Linked DNA regions of Mus musculus: region 1 is linked to region 2. A link is a contact called in public promoter capture Hi-C data. All regions are on one chromosome and are shown on one strand. Each heading gives the region's core, a stretch centred on a gene start, on an enhancer-like site or on the middle of the called end of the contact. The rest is flanking DNA. Distances are from core to core; before and after follow the strand shown. Region 1 holds the start of 2810405F15Rik (RIKEN cDNA 2810405F15 gene). Region 2 holds the start of Scg5 (secretogranin V).

The links. Promoter capture Hi-C pulls out the DNA fragments that hold promoters and counts their contacts.
Region 1: a promoter capture Hi-C map of hippocampal neurons shows a contact between it and region 2, with 3 times the contacts expected there. The contact joins the promoter of 2810405F15Rik here to the promoter of Scg5 in region 2. A contact is called at or near these places in 3 of 39 promoter capture datasets (embryonic stem cells, hippocampal neurons and liver).

The regions. Positions count from the first base shown.
Region 1 is chr2:116,073,895-116,077,357 of GRCm38.p6, reverse strand. It overlaps 2810405F15Rik (RIKEN cDNA 2810405F15 gene), which reads left to right and starts at 1,262. Exons shown (of 1, transcript NR_033447.1): 1 at 1,262-2,810. All of the region lies in intron 2 of G630016G05Rik (RIKEN cDNA G630016G05 gene), which reads right to left.
Region 2 is chr2:113,826,940-113,830,401 of GRCm38.p6, reverse strand. Scg5 (secretogranin V) reads left to right here and starts at 1,311. Exons shown (of 6, transcript NM_009162.3): 1 at 1,311-1,403; 2 at 2,831-3,063. The coding sequence starts at 2,838.

The DNA.
Region 1 (3,463 bases), core at 13-2,512, 2.2 Mb before region 2:
GAAGTGAATTTTAGGTATCTGTGGAGAACTGGTGCTAAGAAATCTCTACTTCAATCCTAGGCCTTGAGGAGGCAGAGAGCTCACAGACACCACAAGAAAACCTACAGAGTCACCTAAACTGGGCCAATGGGGGCTCACAGAAACTGAGCCACCAACCAAAGAGCATGTAGGGGTTGGACCTAGGACCTCTATGCTTTTGTAGAAGGCATGCAGTTATGTCTTCACCTGGGGACTCTAACAATTGGAGTGTGTGTGTGTGGGGGGGGGGGTTGTTTCTGATTCTGTTGCCTGCCTTTATATCCCTTTTCCCTAGCTGAACTACATTATTGGGCCAGCCTCAATGAGAGAGGATGTGCTTAGTCCTGCTGTGACTTGCTGTGCCAGAGTCAGTTGGTACCCATGGGGGATTTCCCTTTCTTGGAGGAGAAGAGTAGGGGGGGAATAAGGGAAGAGGTTTGTGAGGGTGGGACTGAGAGGAGAGAAGGGTGAGGAGCTGTGGTCTAGGATGTAAAGGGAATACATTAAAAAAATGAATGAATGAATGAATGAATGAATGAATGAGAAAGAAAGAAAAGAAAGGAAGGAAGGAAGGAAGGAAGGAAGGAAGGAAGGAAGGAAGAAGGGAAGAAAGAAAAGAAGGAAGGAATAAATCTCTAGTCCAAACAGGCCCTGTGTGTGTGAAAGTCACCTGCTGCAGTAGAGCCTAGAAGAGATTTGAACTCACAAAGATGAAGAGCTGGAAACTTACCCCAAATTAGCCTTCATTTAGTAATTTACTTCCTTGTTTCCTCAAACTTGAGGAAGGCGTGGATAACTTAAATAGAAGCAAAAAAATGTAGTGTCTAATACATTTAGGGTAACCCTATGTAATGTGATACAGTAAGGTGGTGTGTGTGTGTGTGTGTGTGTGTGTGTGTGTGTGTGTGTGTGTGTGTGTGTTTGGGGGGTCCTCCGCCCTTAGGCTCTTGTTCTTGCTTTGTTTACACGAAATTAACCCGGAGGAGCTGAGAGAATCACAGTAAAGAAGGAGATTATTTTAATTCCGAAAAATAAAAGTAACGCGCTTTCTCCTTAGAGTCGGGCAATCCTGCCTGCAGACTTGGAAATGAAAGCGCTCGGAAGAGGGAGGAGGGGGAGGCCCGGCAGCAGTGGGGATCGTTGTTGGTAACTGAAGGGGCTCTGGTGAATTTCAGGTTCGGATTAGTGACAACTCAGAAGTCTCGGCTGCGTGTGGGGGAGGGAAGTTTGCCAAGGTCTCTGAACTCGCTGGAGAGAGAGCAGCCTCCGGAGGCGCCGGGCGGAGCTGGGCGTACCCGAAGCCCCTGTCCCGGCCAAGCCAACAACGCGGTCTCACCCCGCCTCTAGCCTGACTTTGTCAGCGATCATAAAATGGGAATTGATCATTCGAGCCACCATTGATTAGGGAAGAATGCTTACTGCAGCAGCAGGGGAAAGGTTAAGAGGAAATTGACCTTCTCCGTAGGTGACATAAAGTCATTAGGTAAATGAGATATTCACACTGGAGTTTTAAAAGGTCATGCTCAATTTTTATTTGCAGCCTGAAAAGTCAAGCTGGAGCTCCGGCTTAAGGTAGGGACTTCCATTCCTAGGGACCCGGGCACCGATCAGAATGAAGTCCTGCTGCGCCGGCCAGAGGCGAAAGTGGGATGTGGATTGCCATCTGGAAGACTTCGGCTGGACTCCGAGCGGGTCCTGGCGGCCCCAGCTTTGGACCTGCCGCTGGACCCGAGCGCGTTTTTGAGTGTGAGATGCGCTCCCGCGGCCCAGTATTCCCACCGCCACAGCGTGCAAAAGGATCTCTGGCCAAAGTCGACCTCTCAGCATCAGCAACACCTCCCCTTCCCTAGCCCACCATGTCTCCTACACAGTGAAAGTGTTTTGTTGTTGTTGATGTTGTTGTTGTTGTTGTTGTAAAGGAGAGAGTGAGAGAGATATTTATGCACATATTTATCCCTCTAATTATAGGAATTAATCCTCTTATGACTAAAAGGTAACGTGGAAGGACGTCCTTTTGATGTGGAAAAGCACCATTTGTGACTCACATTCAGACTGATTAAGGAATAATTGTTGTTAAACGCTTTTAAGAGGAGAGTGTTTAATTGAGGGGCATTCGTAATTTTACGGCTTAGTGCAAAATTAAACGTAATTAAAAACTCAGAAATTCCAACTGATTTTCCAATTATTTTTATTGTCTGAGCTAATTGTTACACAAGGGTATCACTTCTCCCCCAAAGGCATTGGGGAAAAGAGGTGGGAGGTGGGAGGTGGGAGGCAATCATACCTTGTCCAAATATTCTCCAACTGAAGAGTCCAGCGTCCAGAAAGACCTCCTTGGTTGCACCTTACCTCCCCAAGCCCCGCCCGGGGTCCCGAGTGGCACCCCGCCCTCCCCTTGGCAATTAAGCATTACAGGCACTCTCCCCTCGCTCCGAGTTCCGCCAACACCTTGGGATGTGAGAAAGTGATGGCAGCTCTCTTCTGCAGATCATTACGGCAAAACCTGGAAGTATCTAGAGAAGGCCGATGACTATCTTCAAGTAACACTTGCCATACATAGCCGAGGGATTTAAAAAAAAATGAGTAAACACAGCTCTCTGGGGGATGATCCCTCCACGCCCTTGCTTTTGAGCTTGGGGGGGGGGGGTCATGCACAAACATGAGACACGCGTGCACGACCTACAGACGCAAGCAGCAAACTTTTTTCTGCCTTGCACTTTATTTATTTACTTACTTATTTGAGGCAAAGATGAGCATGGAAACGCTCAGACATTTTTCCTTCCTTCCTTCCTTCCTTCCTTCCTTCCTTCCTTCCTTCCTTCCTTCCTTCTTTCCTTCTTTCCTTCCTTCCTTCCTTCTGTCCTTCCTTCCTTCCTTCTTTCCTTCCTTTCTTTCTTTCTGTGTTTTTTTTCTTCAAAGTGCTGTGTCTGACGGCACCGAGCCAAACCATCTTTGTATGTGTAGCTTCTTTGAATGTCCAAACAGACCTATTTAAATACATTAAAAGCATAATGAAAAGCGCTTTAGGCTTACAAAAACAACACCACCTCCTTACAGTTTGTACAGAAGTGCCCTACCTCTCCTACTAGATTTTGCTAAAATCCTGGGGTGGGTTGTAAAAAGCTTAAGTTTAGGCAGAATGAATGTATACATTTCAGTTAGTCTTAGACTAATTGTACAGAGCAATGAAATGTTTGTGTTTCAATGAGGGAGTTTAATTTCTCTGGGATTTTTAGGATAGACAATCAAATTCACCCTATCTGCCTTTCTAATAGCCCACCCCATAAAATAAATGAGTGCCTTTGATTTGATGTGCTTCGTGAAAATGGGTAGAATTAAAACTGTCAGTTCTGCCTGCAACCTGTGTCTTTCGATGGAGTTCAAAAGCTTTTAAAGGTAAAACGTGCCAACACTTATGTGTATTATTTCCTTTCCTACCATTGCA
Region 2 (3,462 bases), core at 62-2,561:
TTATTTTAAAAATACCAGGTTTTAGTCAAGTGTACTGGCACATGCCTGTAATCTTACCTATTCTGGAGGCTGAGGTATGTAGGCTCTTTTGAGATCAGCCATGGTAAGACCCATGCACTCCTCAAGCTTGCATGTGAACTGTTGCCCAGGGGCTCAAGCTGAATGCTTTGTTCCTAGCTAGTGGCACTGTAGCAGTTGTAGAACCATTAGGAGTAAGTGTGTCACTGGGGGACCTTGTATGCTCTGCTCTTTATCCTGACCCTCCATGAGCTCCCACCGTCATGTACTGAAATCTCAAAAGTTGTGAACCAAAATTTTATAAAAATGTCCTTTCCATCTGCATTTTGTCAGCAATAAAAGGTCTTCACACCCTGTCTAATAAGTACAACATGAATCGTACAGTTTTTGTATGTTTCTGTCAACTACACAGCCAGCAACCTATTTTTCCAATATTAAGTTGAATATAACTGAGCTATGTTGAAGTCAACTTGAGAGTAAACAGTATTCATTAGTAGTAGGTATTGTGTACCTGAATCCAGGAGAGTGTTTATTATCTTGACTGAAACAGAAAGCATCCAGGGAACCAAAGGCACTAGATGTCTGGCTTTTCACACAAACTTCTGGCTGACAAGTCTTCCAGCTTCTATTCATTACAGTAAAATGTCAGTGGGTTTGCTGCTTCTAGCTGCAGTAAGAAAAAAGAAAATCTGAATTCTAACCACATCCTGGAACTTGCTGTTTACCACAAGTTTCTTGATGAAGGCTTTGCAGCATTTGTACTGTTACTTTTAGGGCCAGGAATCTCCTAAGATCCTGGGTCCCACCGTTGGTATCACAAAATAGAAGTTCCAGGTCTGTTTAGGTAAGTTCTGCATGCCCCGAAAGTGTCCTGCACGTTCACCTCTTAGTGAACTTATGAAGCAATGCTCAGAGCCTCCGGGTCCCCTGGGGCCTTAAGGGAGGGTAGCACTGTCACCAGGGCTTAAGTGCGGGGGTAGGAAAGGAAAAGTACTAGAAGAGAGTATGAACATTCCAGCATGAAACCCATTTGTATGGTAATTCTAAAATCTAGAGGATGTCAATTAAAGATGCCATCTACTTGTGGCAATTGCTTGAGACTGATAAAGGAGGTAAATGACGTTCATAGGGGTCGATGGAGAAAGGGGGCACCCTAGAAACAGCCAAGAGACACAGAGACTGCTTCAGTTGGAGCTGAGCAACATTCCAGGCCTGAGACGCAGGCGCCTGCAATGCCTTCCAGGAATTCTGGGAAGGCCTCTTCCACCTGCTGTGGGCGGGGCCTGGGTGGACCGAGGTTTCGGAGGGAGGTGACGCAGGAGCTATCCAGCACGTCAGCTCCCTGTTTTGGCCTAGATTGCAAGAAGCTCGCCCGCGGCCACACGGTGAGTTCCGCAGTGATGCAGGTGATGCGGTCCGACTTGTCGTTCAGCTGAAAGCGGGAGTGCTTGGGTTCCTTGGGTGTGGGGGAGCATGCCCTTCAGAAACCCTAGCTGGGGTCAGACAAAGGATGGATGCGGGGATTACAGGGGGTGGTTATAAATAAGGGGTGGGGGTGGAGTTCCGAGAGCAGCGATTGGGTAGTTCATCCGTGGGCTAGCCAGTAAAGAAAACATCCTGTATTCGGAGTTCATGAAGAAAGATGGAGATGATGGAGCCTGGTGCCCGCATCCAGCCCTTTTATCACAGCGGTAGATTGTGCTGTTAAAATAGCGGTCCTTGGCTCTTTGAAGAGCATGGTTTTAATGTCTGTGAGTTGCAAGGAAAGGCCGTTAGCTGCAGACAGATAAAATGAAGTATTTGTTTTAGGGAAGATATTTGGCTTGTTCCCTACCTTTTTATTCCCTATTCCCGTGTGAATGCTCAAAAGGGTTTATCTGACTATGGCCTGAAGCACCCATCCTGAACGAGCAGCTGCCAGGGAAGCTGTGTGAAAACTGTTTCCTTGTTCAGCTTCCCGTGGCTTCTACGGACACCAACATGTAAGGCAGATTTATCCCCCACCATGTCACTGTCTTTCCTCTCCCTGCTGCTTCTGCCTCCGCAAACCTTAACTCCCAGAACCGCTTATTACCATCAAGGGGCTAGACGTGCAGGGGGCTTACTAGGTACCTGGCTTTGCTCCATGCTCCTTACATGATTTTGATCTTTATCTTCACAGTAACTCTATAAGATAGATTGTTGCTATCCTTGGTCTGTAGAAAAGGAGGCTGAGGAACTTGCCCAGGAAGACCTAGCTGGTATGCAGTCAAGCGTCTCATGTTGCTTGCTTCCCTCATCACAGAGCAGGATAGGAGTTGGCGTACCTCTCTGCTCGGGATCTTCACCTATTGCCTGCTGGTCTGCTAAGTTCAAACACCCTCGGCCACTACTCCAGACCTTTCTCTGGGATGTTTTTTGATTGTCTGTTTGTTTTTTACTGTTTGGGTCTCCCTAACTCCCTTTTGTTATTCCTTTCTTTCCTTAAACTAGGAGATCTTAAAAATTACCACCCTCCCTATCTCAAATCCAAAAGTGCTTAGATTGCAAGGATCACAGACCATAGATGTGAGAACATATTCCTGTCCTTAGAATCCTCAGGTGTCAAGTTAGAGGGACTAGTTTATCCTAGACTCTTCTGTCTTCTTATTTCCTTCACACAGCGGTTTCCTACCTGGCTTGGACACAAAGCAAACCTCTAGGAATTTTTCATTTGAGTCTCCTTTCAGGGTGGTCCTTCAGCCTCAACTTGTGAGTCATAGTTATATCACCCCAGTTGTGTTATGGTTGCCCATTTTGGCCAAGTTATATAACTTGGTCCTTTCTTCTGCAGGTTAAAAATGGCCTCAAGGCTGGTCTCTGCTATGCTATCTGGCCTTTTGTTTTGGTTGATGTTTGAGTGGAATCCAGCATTCGCTTATAGTCCACGGACCCCTGACCGGGTCTCAGAGACAGACATCCAGAGGCTGCTTCATGGGGTTATGGAGCAGCTGGGCATTGCCAGGCCACGCGTGGAGTACCCGGCTCACCAGGCCATGAATCTTGTTGGGCCACAGAGCATCGAAGGTATGCACTCTTCCAAACTGACAGTGTTTCTATTGTATTTCTGAGGGTTTTTGTTTTGTTTGGTTTGGCGTGTGTGGGGGTATTGTTTTCTTTTTTTACTGGTAGAATCTTATTTAGACCAGACTTTCACTGAACTTCCTATGTAGCCAAGGATTACCTGGAGCTCTAATCCTACTGCCTCCACCTCCCCAGTGCTAAGACGGGGAAACGTATGAGGTTCTGAGGAAGGAAGCTGGGGCTTCAGGCTAAGCAAGCACTCTGGGCTGAGCTGCATACCTGGCACTATTTCTCCTGATATGTAATTTTCCCTACTAGGACCACCTCACAGTGCTGTCTGCTCCAGGGCTCTAGGTTGCTGTGAATAGTGTTGACACATGATGCCCATTTCTGTCTTGTTGC